Regions from separate parts of the Mus musculus genome. Here region 1 is linked to region 2. The links are chromatin contacts, called in public HiChIP or PLAC-seq maps. All regions are on one chromosome and are shown on one strand. The core of a region is the stretch at or near the end of the contact, and the rest is flanking DNA. Distances in the headings are between cores, read along the strand shown.

Region 1 (5,130 bases), core at 212-2,711, 1.6 Mb before region 2:
CAGCTGACATTCAACCCCAGGCTTAAAGGAGTTTCTTGGTGGCTCTTTGGTCCGGGGGAATAGAAAGACCAAAGGGGTTCCCCTCCATTTTCCAGCTTGGTAGCTATTGCCCAAAGTTTACATATTCATTCATTCATTCATTCATTCGTTCATTTGTTCGTTTGTTCATAGTGAAAACATTTCTTCAGTGAGGAGCCCTTCTCAGACACTGACAATGTCAGAGACAAGTCAGATTCTTAGCCTGAAGGCCCTTTGGTCTAGAGGGGGACAGGCCAGACATAAGTAACCTCCGGGTTGACAGGGTTCAAGAACATGGGGCCAGAGGTGACCTCTCCCCTGGGGAGTCAGGAAGCTGCTTAGAAAGAGTGATCTGAGTAACGGGCAAACATCTGATAAGAAAACCAGGCTGCGGGCAGAGCTTCCCAGACCACTGGCAATCTGCACCCCAGCTGTGCTGGGGCCCCTGACAATGGGCTATTTCTGGTTGTGCCTAGAAAAAGAAGGTGCCTCATGTTTAAGTTCCCCCAGGCTGCAGAGCTGTGCTTGGGGGAGGTGGGGGTGGGGGCAAGGCTGGAACTTAAAAATCGGGGGTTTGAAGCTGAGTCTAGCCAAGCTCTGGGGTTTGCCACTGTGTCGCAGACACATTAATGACCCTTTAACCTTTCCACAGCCTCCTCAAAGGTGAACACAACCGGGAGAGCGCCCCAACCGTGACCAAATGGGCTGAGGTTGGTGGAGGGAGAAGGCGGTGTGGCTGGCGCAGAGAGGATTCTGCAGCATCTGCGGGGGCCCTCAGCATCGCCACCTCCTCTTTCCTTCCACCTCCCACCCCCAGCTGGTGGGGGGAGGGGTCGGAAGCAAAGAAGGAAGTACCTGTAATCTAAACCAGACATCGCCGCCTGTGCTTCTCCCCAGCCCACTCTGATCCAGAAATAACATACGCACCAAGCTGGCATCGGCCCACCCATCCCAGCTGGCCCCAGAAAAACATACAACACCGGGGGGGGGGGGCAGCCCCAGCTTCCCAACGATCATGCTTCTTCCCCTTTCCCCAGGGTAAAGGCCTCCCCCTTAGCATCCTCAAGGGGTCATTCTGGCACTGGCTGGGTCAAGCCAAGAGCATCCGGGGGCGCGCGCCTACCTCTCCCCAGATACCTGCCCTCGGCTGTATTCAACGCCATCATATACTGAGCATCTGCATCACGCACTGAAGCCCTGGACTCCCCGAACCCCCAACACTACCCCACCCCCACCCCCAAACCCGCGCTCTCTCCACGCTCTAGAGCCCCTACCTGGGCGCCGGAGCACCGGACACCATCAGCGGGGCGGGTGGCAAAGCGGGCGGCGGCGGCGGCCCAGCCTCAAGCCCGGCCGGCTTCCCGGGGGAGGAGGAGGAAAAGGAGGAGGAGAAGGCTGGCGCGACCGCCGCGCGTCTCTCTGGGGCTGCGGGAAGGAGGAAGGTCAGAGACTCCGCCGAGCGCAGCGCCGCGCGGGGGCGGAGGCGGCGCGGATTAGAGCGGCTTCTCCGTGAGCCAATGGCGACGCGGTGGCTGCGCAGGTGGCAGCACCGCGGTACCCGGAGGCCGCGCCCGCCCGGCCGCCTGCTCCCCAGCTCGGTGTGTTTGATTCCTGCGCGCTCCTAATACCTGCTTCTCATGCGGGGGTTCACGCATGATAGGGGTTTGCTGTATAACCCTGGTGTGATGACCCCCTCCCTATCCGTGTGTGTCGGGTTCATGGAGAACAGGATACTTAAGATTGGCCAAATAGTAAGGATGCTCTCCTCTGCCCTATCCCACGGCCCACTCCCACACTCAGCTCTGCCAAGAAGGCCTGTGTGGATCCTCAGGCCAGTTCACCTCAGCTGGCTGTCAGCAAAGCTAGCTGGAGGCCTTTTTGGAGGTTCTCTGGGACTTGGGGATCCAAACGGTGACACACAGCTGCTGCCTTGTATTCTAACTGCTTCCAGGAGCCGGACTGTTGCCCCAGGGAGTGGGGCCTGACTCAGAAGAGCAGAGGATTCATTCAATGTGTCCAGAGTGTGACACAAACCAGAGAAGGAAGACCAGGAGGCGAAAACTGCCCACCTCTGCCCCTCCCTACCTTGAGAGACCTGGATGTTCACAGGGTTCGAAGAAGGAAGTCTTCCTGAACCCCTGGTGGTGAGGCTAACCGTGAGCTCTGAAGTTCACCAGTTCAGGAGCCCAGAGGAATGCCTGCATACAGTGTTCGTTCATTTGCTAAGAATTCCATGGACAGTTTCAAGCTATATTGTTGTTTTGTTTTTAAGATTTATTTATTTGTATAAGTACACTGTAGCTGTCTTCAGATACACCAGAAGAAGGCATCAGATCCCGTTATAGGTGCATGATGGTTGTGAGCCATCATGTGGTTGCTGGGATTTGAACTCAGGACCTTCGGAAGAGCAGTCAGTGCTCTTAACCGCTGAGCCATCTTTCTAGTCCTCAAGCTATATTATTAGAGCATAGAAGAAGACATCACTAAGACATCACCAGGCAGCATCTCATCTAGGGTAGGACCAGACAGTCAAGTATTATTAGTCAGGGAACCGAGGGATAGAATGGATGACTCTTACTTTACGAAGGGGCTTATCAGATCGGCTTAAACAATACAAGCGTCTGCATGCAGGACAGGCTGAGAATCCCGAAGCTGTCCCAGGACACCGGGTTCCTCAGGAGTCCCAGTGTGGCACTGAATGCATGGAGGATTCCTGAAGAGGCCCCGGAGTCATCAGAGGCCTTCAGGGGACTTTGGAAGGTTGAAACGTGGGGTTCTGGTTGCAGCGGCCGCAGCAGCAGCAGAGCAGATGCATTCACCAGCATGAAGCCAAGGTGGGCAAGGCAAGGGTACGGTGCCCCACCCCCCAACTTCTTACGTCACGCCACCCCAAGGAGGCACGTCTCACCACGGGAGAGTCTCTTTTCCCCTCAGTCAGTTCCTCCCTGAAACGCCCTCCACTCCCTCCACGCTTACCCGGAGTCTCTTACTTCTTTCCGGATCCAATCAAGTCCAGATTAACCACCACAGTGGCTGGTGTTCCACGGAAGGTTGAGAGCTCTGGGCAGAGCTGTCCGGAAAGGTTTTCTCCTGGTGCTGAAGGAGAGCTGAAATCCAGGTTAGACAGGTGGCTGATACAGTAGCCTGGGGCTGATGAGGCCCACCCTCCAGGCCTGCCTGAGCACCCTGATTCCTATTTCCCCGCACCCCAACCTGGAGTTTACCATCAGCCCCAGGCAAGGCTGTGAGGCTCACGAGGGTGGGACAGCTGTCTGGGGAACACCCTGACTCAGTCGCCTTATCTTGATAACCGTGTGACAAGCTGTTGGTGGAGTGGCTGGGGTGTAGGGGAGCCACGGACACACACGGGGCTCTGTTCATGGTTTCAATGATGGCTGGAACCAAACAAGGGAGGTGGAGTATCCACCTGCTGCTCGGAATTTATAACCACAACGGTCTGAGTAGCCAGTGCTCTCTCCCAGGGCTGTGCAAATGCACCCCTTATGGCAGAAGTGTTTTCACATCAAGAGGCTGATTCCCCACAGAGGTTCTCACAGAGGTGTGAAGAGGGAAAGGCTAGAAAAGCCTGCCCCTCCCCTTGTCATTGTCATGCTAGACAGTAAAGTATTTTCATGGAGACAAATTGGAGCCCTGGGGGGCTGGGTGTGTGTGTGTGTGTGTGTGTGTGTGTGTGTGTGTGTGTGTGTGTGAGGGCTGAGAAGGCAGAGAGGCATCGATGATGATGGTGGTGGTGATGATGGTGAAGATGATGATACTTTTAAGAAAAAAGCCAGTGGAGTCCACAGCCCCAAACTTCCCAGACAGGATATATCCCTAGACGGTCAGACATTTGGAGGGTTGAATAGAAGGCTATGATAGAGTGGGGAAGAGAAGCCGGAGGCTGGGAGAAAGCACAACCTTCACAGAGCTGTAGGTCCGTCAGGAGACTGGGAGGGCATAAGAACATGGCTCAGTTAGCTGAGTGCTTGCTGAGCACACCCAAAGCCCTAGGCCCCCAGCACATAGCTGGTGACATAGCTGGTGACAGTGGTTCAGGCCTGTAGTAACCCCAGTGGTCCAGAAGGAGTCTGTGGTCATCTTGGGCCTCTTGAAAAATCCAACAGGAGGTCGGTAGGGTGGTATATAGCTTTCATTCCAGCACTCGGGAGGCAGAGGCAGGCAGATTTCTGAGTTTGAGCCCAGCCTGGTCTACAGAGTGAGTTCCAGGACAGCCAGGGATACACAGAGAAACCCTGTCTCGAAAACAAAACAAAACAAAACAAACAAACTAACTAACTAACTAACAAAGAGAGGCTTAGTGGTTAAGATAACTTACTGCTCTCCTAGACGCCCTAATTTTGGTTGCCAGCACCCACATGGGGCAGCTCACACCTGTCTGTAACTTCAACTCAAGAGCATCCTCACGCCCTCTGCAGGACTCATTAGACACCTGCACCCGTGTGCGTGTGCGCAGAGTCCTGAGCAGACACACATGCCTTAAAAAACAAAGCAGTCTCTTTTAAAGACCAAACAAACAAAAGTAGAGAGGAGAGAGGGTAAAGACAGAAGGCAGCCAGGGGCTCTCTGTGCAGAGCTGAGGTGTGGCTGGGGTTGAATTCAGAACACATGCGCACACACACACACACACACACACACACACTGTGTAACCTAAAATAAAATGTTTCGGGAACTGACGCGGGATGTCCACACTTCCCAATTTAGACCAGCTTCCTTGTAGACTTTCTAATTGCAGACCTTCTGCTTGCCTGTCCAAGGTGAACCTAACCCACCTTCCTGCTTTGCGCCCCGCCCCGACCCCTTCCTGTTCCGCGTACCTCCCCCACCCTCCCTCCCGTTTTGCGCCTCTGCTTCAATACAGATGCCCTCCGTTTCCGGCACAGCAACTCTTCCTTTTCTGAGCATTTCCCACGTCTCTCGTGTCCTGGCCTCACGTTCTCTCAGCCCCGTGGAGATCTGACCCCTGTATGTTTCCATGGGGCTGTCCTTCCCACCCAGAGCCCTGAACCTCCCTTGGTCCATCCTCCCTCAGACTCTGGGCCACGCAGAAGGAAGACAGCGCTGGTCCTGAGGGGTTTGCAGATGCCAGCGAAA
Region 2 (4,888 bases), core at 884-3,383:
CAGGCTGGACTCAAACTCACAGATACCCACCTGCCTCTGCCTCCTGAGTGTTGGGATTAAAGGCGAGCGCCACTAGCAGGTCAGTGCCAGTGCAAGCCTTTAATTGCAGTGTTCCAGATGCAGAGGAGGCCAGCCTGGTCTACAGAGTGAGTTCCAGGACAGCCAGGGCTACACAGAGAAACCCTGCCTGGAAAAACCAAACCAACCAAACAAACAAAAAACAAAAAACCCAACCAGAGTGCTGCACCACTGCTAGATTAGTGGCAATGCTTTTGTTTGTTTGTTTGTTTTTGTTTTTGTTTTCTGAGACAGGGTTTCTTTGTGTAGCCCTGGCTGTCCTGGAACTCACTCTGTAGACCAGGCTGACCTCAAAGTCAGAAATTTGCCTGCCTCTGCCTCCCAAGTGCCGGGATTAAGGGCGTGCGCCACCACCGCCCGGCTGGCAATGCTTTTTTTTTTTTTCCCCTTCTTTTTAAAGATTTTTAAAATTTTATTTTGTGTATGCCTGCATGCCAGAAGTGGGCATCAGATCCCATTGTGATTGTGAGCCACCATGTGGTTGCTGGGAATTGAACTCAGAAAGAGCAGTCAGTGTCCTTTACCACTGAGTCATCTCTCCAGCCCTGGCAATGCTTTTAATCTTGGTATTTAAATAGAACTCTGTGAGTTCAAAGTCAGCTTGGTTTACATAGCTAGTTCCAGGCCAGCAAGATACACAGTGAGAAGTCGGGCGGTGGTGGCGCATGCCTTTACTCCCAGCACTCGGGAGGCTGAGGCAGGCAGATTTCTGAGTTTGAGGCCAGCCTGGTCTACAGAGTGAGTTCCAGGACAGCCAGGGCTACACAGAGAAACCCTGTCTCGAAAAAAACAACAATAAAAGTTCAAGGGGTAATATATATAATAAAATAAAGTACAACGGGTAAGAGCACTGACTGCTCTTCCAGAGGTCCTGAGTTCAATTCTCAGCAACCACATGGTGGTTCACAACCATTTGTAATGGGATCTGACACCCTCTTCTGGTGTGTCTGAAGACAGCTAGTGTACTCATATACATAAAATAAATAAATCTTAAAAAAAAAAAAGAGTTCCAAGCCAACCTCTGCTACATATGCAATGCAGTGACAGCAGCAAGGATTGATTATACCTTTGTCATAAAGTCAAAGCAATTCCCAGCTCCCAGCTGTGGTACACAGATGGGGTTGGAGAGATGACTGAGTGGTTAAGAGAGCAGTGCTTGGCCTCCCAAAAGATGTGAGTTCGGTTCCTAGCACCCATCCTGGGCAGCTCTCAACTGTTCAATGTAAATCATTTTTCTTTGGGGGTGAGTTGAGAAAGGGTTTCTCAGCAGTGGTGGCACACGCCTTTAATCCCAGCACTTGGGAGGCACAAGCAGGTGGATTTCTTAGTTCAAAGCCAGCCTGGTCTACAGAGTGAGTTCCAGGACAGCCAGGGCTACACAGAGAAAACCCTGTCTGGAAAAACAAAAACAAAAACAAAAACACAGGCGGGGGGTGGGGGGGGGGGGAGGGATTCTCAGAGAGCTTGACTCTACCTTCTTGAGGGCTAAATTCAAGGAGTATGCCACCACCACCCTGCTAGTAAATAAAAAATAACTTTTTTAATCTAGAGAGGTTTAAACAAAATAAAAAATTCCAATAAATAAATAAATTGATAGATAACTTGAAAATCAAGGATGTAATAACAGAACTGACAAATAGTCCAACTGTCAAACTTAGAGAGCCAGTTGGTATTTGCGGCGATGGCCACTCTGCCCCCAAAAGTAGATATAACAATATTTGACTGTACGTTATGAAAACAAGTATATAATCTAAAAACTGAATGAGCAACTGCAAAATTTATACATACGCGCATAGACACGCGCACACACACACATAATTTTTCATTTTTTTTCCCCCTGCAGTACTGGGGTTGGTCGAGCCCAAGGCTCTGAGCATGATAGTCAAGCGCTCCGTCACTGAGCTGCACCCTGATTTTAACAGAGATCAGTGTTTGAAGGCTATCAGCTCCAGAAGACAAGAATGTGATGTGGGGCCCCAGCGGGCCCCTTAGGGTGGAGGCGGGGCGGGGCAATGCGTGGCACCTCCCACTGCCCGCTCTGCGCGGCGTTCAGTGCGGCGCCAGCCCGCAACATGGGCAGCCTTTTCGGGCGCGTCGCGGCGCTGCGGGCGCTGTTGTGCGGGCCACGCTTTCAGTGCCTGCTGGTGCGCCCCAGTTCCGGTGAGTCCTGTGCCCGTGGGGAACTAGGCGGATGGCCGCTGCGCGGCCTTTGTTTGCGCACGTGCGGCAGCCAAAGGCTTGGTCTTGTCCCGGAGGAGTGCAAGTCCAACCCTCAGCAGCCCGGGACAGAGCTTTTAGCAGTAGAAAGCCAAAGCCGAGGCGGGGAGACTACCAGACGCTATGGGGTCACGTTCCCTCCGCGGAGCAGTTGTTGCCCGGGTATTGAAACTTGAGCCAGAGCAGGCCTAAGACACCCCGGTCATTTCCTGGGGTCTTGGCCCTTTCTATCCACTCATGGGGTGCTTTCTGAGAGCCAGATAAAGGGTATTCCTTTCATGAATCTTGGAAATTGAATAGCCTCACCAAGGCACAGACCAGCAGGCATCAGACTCTGGGGCTATCCTGGGTCTCTTGTCCCTTGGGGAACTTGCAAGTTAGGGAGACACCTCCCCCCTTTTATCAGCCTGTTGAGTTTAGTGGGCATTCATTGTGGCCTGGGGATTAGAGCCTGGTCGATCACCTCTTCTCTAACTTGGTGTTTCTCCTAACTTTGCTACCGTTTTGTGAGTCAGTCAGGGGCTAGGACCCTCTCAGAAGTAGCGTTTGTTTTTGGAGGAGACGCACGTGCCGTGGCAGCTATGTTTCTGCCCTGTAGTGTGGGTCATCCTCTGCTCAAGCCTGATCCTTGGTCCCCAGCACTTAGCCCGCCTAGACATCGTGCACTAATATTCCTTGATTTCAATGCCATTTCTCCACACCCAGAGGATAAGCTCCTTGTGGGCAAGCCTGGGCTTCACACACTGTGGTACCTGGAGTCATGTGAGGCTAGACTCAAGTTTTCTTTTCAGGGGAAAGGGAGACTTCATCACCAAGACTCTCTGGCCCCTAAGTTATCTGAGCCTTTTCAGGGAAACCATCTCCACCTTGAGCAGCTTCTGCGACTGCCAGGGCGGCTCCCCTTTGCATTTGTCTGTGTTTGTATTGTGGCAGGAACTTCCCAGTCCTTTGATGTCTGAGCTCTGTCAGGTATCTAGGTGGGAGGGCCCTGAAAATGTGGAGCATCCTCACCCCGACCTGTCTTTTTTTTTTAACAGGAGGCCCCCCCTGGCCCCAAGAGCGGACGCTGGTTGCTGTGAAGCCAGATGGGGTACAGAGGAGACTAGTGGGGACTGTGATACAACGCTTTGAGAGGCGGGGCTTCAAGCTCGTGGGGATGAAGATGCTGCAGGTATCTCCCTTGGGCTGTGGTGTCCCAAAGGCTCCTAGCACTTGCAGTTGCAAGGGTTGGGAGGTATCCATTGTAGGAGCTAGCTTCTGGAGTTGTGTCCAAAAGGTGCCCCAAACTCAGGACACCAATTGGGGGTTTATTCTCCGAGGGTTGGTCTCACACCTCTTTCCACACAGGCACCAGAAAGCATCCTTGCTGAGCACTACCGGGACCTACAGAGGAAGCCATTCTACCCAGCTCTTATCAGCTACATGAGCTCTGGGCCTGTGGTGGCCATGGTACAGCAGGGCAGGGGCAATGGAATGGGTCTTTGGGGTGTCATTCTCCGAGCAAAGGAAAGGGCTTGGATTGAGCCCAGGGCACCCAGGGTCCCCAGCTTCTCTCGAACCCCCATATCTGTGCTGCAGGTCTGGGAAGGCCCCAATGTGGTCCATATCTCAAGGGCCATGATAGGACACACCGACTCAACAGAGGCAGCCCCCGGGACAATCAGGGGCGACTTCAGTGTTCACATCAGCAGGTATGGAGGCCCTGACACCCTTAGTCTCCCAAAGTGGGGCAAAGAAGGCCAGTGTTAGTCAGGCGGCTGTGACAGTGACAGTGACACCCCCTTAATCCTACCGCTCAGGAGGCAGAGGCAGCCAGATCTCTGAGTTTGAGGACAGCCTGGTCACAAAGGGGAGTTCCAGAACTGCCAGGGCTTCACAGAGAAACCCTGTCCAAAAAAAAAAAAAAAAAAATCCTTGAGAAGTGGGAATCTTGCTGGGCTGAAAGAAAAGCCAGGTTTTTTTTTGAGATCTGTTCTCAGGTAGGCCAGATTGTCTCTGAGCTTATTGAAGGTGTCTTAAACTTTTTTTTAAAAGATTTGTTTATTTTACTTATATGAGTACACTGTAGCTGTTTTCAGACACACCAGAAGAGGGCATGGGATCCCATTACAGATGGTTGTGAGCCACCATGTGGTTGCTGGGATTTGAACTCAGGACCTCTGGAAGAGCAATTAGTGCTCCTAACCGCTGAGCCATCCCTCCAGCCCCTGTCTTGAACTCCTTAGTCTCATATCTCTACTGCCTGAGTGCTGAGCTTACAGTAGGCTTCCATGCCTGACTAAAACCACTTTTTCCTGGCTCTTTAGTATTCTGTTTTGGTCGCCAACCACGAGGGGCGTCTCTGATTACCGGTAGGGAGAGGCAGCTGTCAGAAGTTAGTATATAGGCTGGCCTCTGAGCTTGGGAGAAACTGAGGCCAGGAGAGATGCAAATGTCCAGCCCTTCTTACTGCCCACCCTTTCCCCTTCCTCCTTCCCTTCATTTTTCTCATGTAATCTAGGCTGGTCTCAAACTGATTATATTGCTGAGCGCAGCCATGAATTTGTACTCTCCCTGCCTCTGCCTAGTACTGCCTACCGAGTGCTGGGGATCA

Evidence for each region. HiChIP or PLAC-seq counts read pairs in DNA pulled down with a chosen protein or histone mark.
Region 1: an HNF4G HiChIP or PLAC-seq map of pancreatic cancer cells shows a contact between it and region 2. The contact joins the promoter of Pacsin1 here to the promoter of Nme4 in region 2. A contact is called at or near these places in 1 of 39 promoter capture datasets (liver) and 1 of 115 datasets of contacts at active chromatin or transcription factors (pancreatic cancer cells).

What each region holds. Positions count from the first base shown.
Region 1 is chr17:27,651,922-27,657,051 of GRCm38.p6, reverse strand. It overlaps Pacsin1 (protein kinase C and casein kinase substrate in neurons 1), which reads right to left and starts at 1,461. Exons shown (of 10, transcript NM_011861.3): 1 at 1,293-1,461.
Region 2 is chr17:26,092,715-26,097,602 of GRCm38.p6, reverse strand. Nme4 (NME/NM23 nucleoside diphosphate kinase 4) reads left to right here and starts at 2,133. Exons shown (of 5, transcript NM_019731.1): 1 at 2,133-2,238; 2 at 3,333-3,466; 3 at 3,643-3,744; 4 at 3,874-3,986. The coding sequence starts at 2,151.